2 separate regions of the Macaca mulatta genome follow, and region 2 is linked to region 1. Evidence: chromatin contacts called from public Hi-C data. All regions are on one chromosome and are shown on one strand. The core of a region is the stretch at or near the end of the contact, and the rest is flanking DNA. Distances in the headings are between cores, read along the strand shown.

What was found. Hi-C and Micro-C count contacts between places; a contact is called where the count stands out from the background.
Region 2: a contact with region 1 is called in a Hi-C map of fetal cortex germinal zone, with 3 times the contacts expected there. The contact joins the promoter of RASGEF1B here to the enhancer-like site in region 1. A contact is called at or near these places in 8 of 14 Hi-C or Micro-C datasets (CD4 T cells, blood, cortical neurons and 4 more).

Annotation. Positions count from the first base shown.
Region 1 is chr5:51,951,888-51,955,379 of T2T-MMU8v2.0, forward strand. No RefSeq gene overlaps it. Among named protein-coding and RNA genes, the nearest start is that of RASGEF1B, 360 kb to the right of the region's middle. Within about 2 kb of position 1,529, at least 1 of the 40 cell types and tissues checked has an H3K27ac peak or open chromatin away from gene starts, as enhancers often do. A contact at or near this core is called in fetal cortex germinal zone, where this site is marked.
Region 2 is chr5:52,316,406-52,319,897 of T2T-MMU8v2.0, forward strand. RASGEF1B (RasGEF domain family member 1B) reads left to right here and starts at 1,616. Exons shown (of 14, transcript XM_078002636.1): 1 at 1,616-1,637.

The DNA of each region.
Region 1 (3,492 bases), core at 279-2,778:
ATTAGCCTGGCATGGTAGTGGGTGCTTGTAATTCCAGCTACTCAGGATGCTGAGGCAGGATAATCACTTGAACCCGGGAGGAGGAGGTTGCAGTGAACCAAGATCGCACCATTGCACTCCAGCCTGGGTGACGAGAGCAAGACTCCATCTCAAAAAACAAAACAAAACAAAACAAAAAAACAAAAACAAACAAACAAAAAAACCAGAAACAAGCAAACAAAAAAACCCGTGTGTCAAGGGACTTTAGAAATGGAAAGTATTATATAAATGATAAATGTCAGGAGGTATTAGGATTGTTACTAATTAAAATTATGCTCTGGAAATTCCAGAGACATTTTCTTCTTTTGTGAGGCATAGTTATCATTGGTGTTAACTTGCTTTGGGTATAGCTTAGACTACTGGTTCTCAAAGTAAGGTTCCAGGACTGGGAGCATCAGCTGTACCTAGAAATGTGTTAGAAATGCAAATCCTTTGGCTTCACCGCATCCCTTCTAAGTTGGAACCTCTGGAGGAGGGGCTTAGCAATCTGTGGTTTAATAAGCTCTCCAGGTGATTCTTATGCCTCTGAAGTTTGAGCTCCTTTGGCTTTAAGCTGTGCCCAGCTGGACATAGGTAGGCTCTGATGTGCTGATGTTTTTCCACCTGAGCTTCCTTTCGCATATGGAAGGGATTCTGTAGGCATAAATGTGTGCCCCGAAGATTGAGCTGTCACAACATGCCTGCCACTGATGTTTGCCATTTTTCAGCATAGGAACAGATCCTAGGATTGCAGGTTCTTGAAGCGCCACCTTTGCTAAACACAAATGAATCAGGGATTTTGGTAGGGGTCCAGAGAGGGGGTTTTAAGGTGCTCCCTGAATGAGAAAATACCAGTTGGATGAGATGACTGGTAAACTATTCTGTGAAATTCTGTAGAGCTGCTCTGAGCTTGGTTCCTGTTCTGGCTACTTCTGAATGCCAGGTTTTTATCTTTTTTCTAACATCCTTAGTCTTCCTCACATGAACACCCATCTATTAATCAGACTGGGGCCTGCTCCTTCTCTGCCAGGTCTGAGAAAAAGGCGGGTGTTCACTGCGCACCCTGTATTTCCCATCATGCCCCTGGATTGCAGCCATGCCATGTCTGTTATGATAGGCGGACAATAGTTACATGGGTAAAGTGAAAACCAGAGCAGTACATTTAATGAAGGTGGAAAAGGTGAAGTCGTGGGAAAAACACTGGGGGGATCATGGTACTGTCATGTTGATTCACAAGGGAAGAGGCACGTGGTAGGTATTCAATAGATGGGTATTGGATGAATGAATGAGGAATGAATTTGGAGTTTGGGGAGCTAACCAAGCTACTTAACTTCTGAGCATCTATCTTATCCCAGATGAACAGACATTATGCCTTGATTGAGTGAACTATTAGATATGTTTAGTTTTAAATGCAGACATAAATAGATTTGATCTTTCAGTAGTCTGAATTTCCTCCCATCAGCTTTCCCTTAATTATCCACAAGTGTTCCAAGCCTTCATTAGCTAAATAGGATGCAGATGATGGTCATTAGTCTGGGATATAAATCCTGCTGGCACATTCAATGGCTTTTCACTTGGTTAATTGAAATTTTCAGTATTCATGGACTACAAGAAAACACTGTAATTTTATCATTTATTTGGTGGTATGTTTTTTCCTTTGGCTGATGTTTTAAAATTATGCAGTTTTTAAAAAAGAATGTGAATGCCATACTTTGCCTGGAGGGAACACCACTGTATCCAGTGTATATTTATCAATACTAGTCTACTAAAGCAATGAAGACCTAATGGAAATTCATATTTTGTCTAGAAATCCTAGAATTGGCTGGCTAAACTGTCTAAGAAAGCATCCAAGTAGTGTGCACTTTGGGAACTCATTGATTCAAGTGTAAGAGACTTCCAAATTGTTAGTAATGTGATAGGTCTAGTCTTGACATCTACCAATGAGTAAGAAATCATCCATTGTGTCTGTGAGGTGCAAGTCGCAGGTATCAAATGGAGATGCTTTATGGAAACATCATTCCTTTAAACGGCTCTTAGCTTTCAACTGTATTTGACCATTCATCAAACCTACCTGGCCTCTGTCTGGGGGTATCTGGCTGAGAGTGAAAACCACACCCAAACACAGACACATACATATATAAAGGAACAAATAGTACCCGAAATAAAATTTCATAATATTGCTATCTTAGAGATTCAATTTCTGAATTTCTTAATTTTATAATTCAGTACTTAAGCAATTCTCTTGCACATGACTGTTCCAATTTAATGAAGTGTCAGATATTTGCTGTTTTAAAAATGTAAATCTTAGTTACAAGCATTACATAACAGAAATGGACACAGTAGAGATAGAATAGATTTATTTCTGTTTCTCTAAATTAAATTTAATGGGAATTAACAGCATTGTAAAATCTTTCAGAGGTAAACTCTCCCTTGAAAAAAGGAGTATAGGACATATGGATTTGGTTGGTTGTGGTGGCTCACACCTGCAGTCAAAAGTGCTCAGCACTTTGGCAGACTGAGGTGAGAGGATCACTTGGCCCAGGAGTTGGAGACCAGCCTGGGCAACATATTGAGACACCATCTCTACAAAAAATTAAAAAAAAATTAGCCAGGCATGGTGGTGCATGCCTCTGGTCCCAGTTAATTGGGAGGCTAAGGTGGGAGGACTGCTTGAGCTTGAGAGATCAAGGCTGCGGTGAGTCATGATTGAGCCACTGCACTTCATTCTGGGTGACAGAATGAGACTCTATCTCAAAATAAAAGGTAAATTAATTTTTAGAAAGAATATTTGAGATCTCTTTTCAGTGCTCAATCACTTTGCAAAAACATTTCCACCAGTGAGAATTGGGTAAGAAACACACTTTCTGGAAGCGTCTTTTTGTAGGCTGGACTAAATGAGCCACCAATTACTGATCTCCTTTGTGTGGGCTTTCTGTCCAAGGACTTATTAGGGACTTTTTTTTTTTTTTTTTAAATCCCAGTTCACTTTTCCTTTTAGGTCAGTTTTCCCTTTCTGCCCACTTGGAATATTTCTACAAACAGTTATTAATGTTAATTTACGGAAGATATGTTGAAGTACCTGTTTTCTAAATTAACCACTAATGTGTGTCAAAGTCAAATGTAAAGGCATTTTAGAAGTTATGCTTTTGTGAATCACCCATTGTGATGGTTAACTTTACATGTCAACTTAACTGGGCTAAGGGATGCCCTGGTAGCTGGTAAAACATTATTTCTAGCTATATCTGTGAAGTTGTTTCTGGAAGAGATGAACATTTTAATCAGAAGATTGAGTGAAGATCTGCCCTCACCAAGGTAGGTGGGCATCATCCAATCCATTGAAGGCCCCAATAGAACACAAATGCAGAGGAAGGCGGAATTGGTTTCTGTTTGGGCTTGGACATCCATCTTCTCCAACCCTCAGACATTGGAGCTCCTGATTCTTGGGCCTTCAGATTTATGCTGGTGGCCTCCCTC
Region 2 (3,492 bases), core at 366-2,865, 360 kb after region 1:
GGAGTTCCTCAGGCTCAGTCTCTCATGGTTTCCCTTGGGTAGAGGAGAAAACTCCCTGACTCCTTGCGTTTCCTAGGTGAGGTGATGCCCCTCTGTGCTTCGGCTCACCCTCCATGCTTCGGCTCACCCTCCGTGGGCTGCAGCCACTGTCCAACCAGTCCCAATGAGATGAACTGGGTACCTCAGTTGGAAATGCAGAAATCACCTGTCTTCTGCCTCGATCTCGCTGGGAGCTGCAGACCACAGCTGTTCCTATTCAGCCATCTTGCCAGCAATCCCCCGGAACTCTTAATTTCTTGCTACAGGACCAGTGATGTCAAGAGTGTAAGTGACTGGCCCAATGTCATATGGCTCATTTGCTACAGAACCAGGATGGCAAAACTGAGCTTGAAAAATCAACCAACCAGCACAACCACAACAGCAAGGCAGGGCCACCCAGCCTCTGTGTTTCACTCTGCATGGCTGGCCCACCAAACTTCGTTGGCCTTATGGCTTCTCATTTAAACTGCAGAGAAGCTATGGTTAAGTCAAAGGCTTAGCTAGGTTAGAGTGAATTACTGAATCAGGGGAGTCCTATTTACAGAAAGGAGGGAAGGAGTATATAAAGAGGAAGAAAAGTAAACGGAGGCATAAGTGAAGAAAATGAAGGAGGAATCTCCTAAGAACGGACAAAGTGAGTGTCAAAATGAGACTCCACCCCAGGAAGGAGAGGGGGAGGGGCCCATGGAGCAGGAGGGAAAAGGATTCCTCCCCCTCAGTAATCTTAATTATAGTAGTATAGGACAGGTATGAATAGTGTTGTTTTATATATGAGAAAACCGGAACTCGGTAAAGCTGTATCACTTACTCAAGACATACAGTTGGTAAGTCTCCTAATTCTGTAATTTTTTTTCTTTCCATAGGTCTCTCTCTTCCCTTGTTTCCATCATTACTTCCCTCTGGCCTCCTTTTATGTGTACAAAGTGAAGTACTGAGGTTTTTACTTTTTTTCTGAAATAGTTATCAAATATCCCGTGATGGAGTATGTGGTTACCATGACAACACAGCCCTCACTGAGGACTAGCCTCCCTGCTTTGCCTCCGGAATCATGTTTCACGGAACAGGTTCCTCTCCGTGGAACTTCTAGGAGCTGTAATGCTACATTTTGTTTGGGTGGTTATTTGCTGAATGTATGTCCTCCACTAGACTATGTAAGCTTCACAATGGCAGGGACCAGCCTACTTTGCCAACAGTGTGCCCCCAGCGTTTTGCACAGTGCTTAGCACCAGGATCTACGTGGTATTTGCTGAGCAAATGTTCTGTGGTTCCTCTCCGCTCTCTTCTGAAAGTTACATGGACAGTAACCTTTAGCTCACGATTATGTTAATAGATACTGTGTAACGAGTCGGGCCGGTATTTACAGATAGTATACAGGTGAATGAACACACACACACTCACAACTGCACAACAGCCCGGGGCGGGTGCACTCAAGAGGAAACGCTCACAGTCGGAGCCAGCCCGACCAGCTCTGTTAAACACCGCTGCGCTGGGCTCCGCGGCCCTCTGCCGAGTGGGAGGGCACCCAGGTCCACGCGCTGCGGGAGTCTAAGGCTCACTGGGACTCGCCTGCCGGGTCGGCGGCGGCGGCGGCGTGGGCGGTGAGTTGTGCGGTGATTGGCCCGCGCCTGCCGGGGTGGGGCGGGGCTGGCGGCGGGGGGCGGGGCTGGCAGCAGGAGACCGGAGCTCGAGCAAAGGGGGCGTGCGCGGCGGCTGCTACCGTAGTTTCAGTATAAACAAGGAACCCGACTGGTTAGGCAGATTTTGTTTTTCTTCTTCCCGCGCGCTTTCGCTCCCTGTCCTTTGGTCGCATTTGTGGGCGCGCGGCACGCAGCCGAGAGGCGGAGGACTCAGAGTCCACCTGCAGGTAGGTTGTTCCCTGGCTGGGATTTTCTCCCGGCGGGGGGACCACAGCCCGGTAGCGGGAACTCGGGACCCTGCTGAGCGCTGCGCTCTCCCTGGAGATCCCGGGGCCGCGCGGGGAGCGAGCAGGGCTCAGAGACTGCACCGGCTGGGTGCGCTCTGAGGCGGTGGGAGATCCCGAGGCGAGTGAGCGCGAACGCGGGCACCAAGAGCCGGGTTTCAGCCCGGGACCGGGGGAGGGCCCCTGCCCGGCCGCTGCGGGCACCTGGGACTGCCGCGGCCCCAACAGGTGCGTGGCCGAGCCACTGGAACCCGGGTAGGGACGGGCTTGGGTTGGGTTGTGCCTTCCCTCTTTCTCCCTGATCCTGCAGCCAGGCCTTCTGTCTCGAGATCGGTGGTTTTTGAGGATTTGTCTTGAGTTGTAGTCGCGTCCATCATTTTTTTCATCCCTTCTTTCCTTCGTGTGCATACCTAGGTTGATTCTTCCACTTCTTAACTAGTTTGTGTGTGTGTGTGTGTGTGTGTGTGTGTGTGTGTGTGTGTGTAGGGGGAGCTGTTGATTTTTGTTGTCAGTGCCATGTAATCTAAAGTCTGACTCGTAGGAAGGGACAAGGGAACAGAAGTCACATACTCCTCACCGACAAGGTGATGTTCTGTCATCCTTCGGTGTTCACCTGGCAAACTTGGGAGACACTGAGTCGTATTGCTTTTGCCAGAGCTCAGTTGAATAGCCTCGGGTCACCTGCCTGGGGAATCTAAGGTGAGCTAGAGGTATCTGGGAGCCTCGCGGGCGATCAGCTTGAGGGAGGCTCTTTCTAAGGGAGCTGTGAAAAACAACTTTAGTGCTGCACCAGGGAGAAGGGCGAGACGGGGGCTGGGGTGCGCGCGCCATTGTGTGTGTGCATGGACGTACCATTTCAATACGGCTTGCTGTCTTGCCCCAACCAAATCGGCGCAGTTCAGGAAAAAGCAACGTAGCTTAGTCCTCTGACACTGCCGAGGGTGGCACAAGTGTGGCACATAACACAAGGAGATTGTCTAGACTGCGATTTTCTCTTCGGAATGTAGATGTATGTGTCCATCCTCCCTGATGAATTCGGTGGATATGGTGTATATCGATGAATATGCACACAAATTTGTGTATGTGTTTGGACCGAACGCGTCTCCAAGGAGTCCTTCGTCAGCAGCACCATGTGACGACGATCAGGAACTGCTGGTGTGTGTAGATCTATATTTAGCTCAGATGGTCTAATGGCCGAGGGGAGGGTCTCTGAACTGGGTGCATAAAGGGGAAGAGTCTAGGGATCAGGGTGGTGCACTTTTGAATGATGTCTGGCACAGTCACACTCAGATGGGGTGAATAATTGCCCTTTCCTCCTGAAAACAGTAGCTAGAGCTTGGCATGTGACGGCTGTGCCTTAATTTAAAACATAGTTGGACCATGGCAATAAGCCTCTTCTAAGAAACAAGGAGGTTAACAGTTAAGCAGCGTGTGTACCTGGTTGGCGATTTGGGTGAAAATAACTGGTCCCATGAGATTTAGAACAAAAGTAGAGTTGATTTCTTTTATAAAAAGAAATAAAAATAAAAATT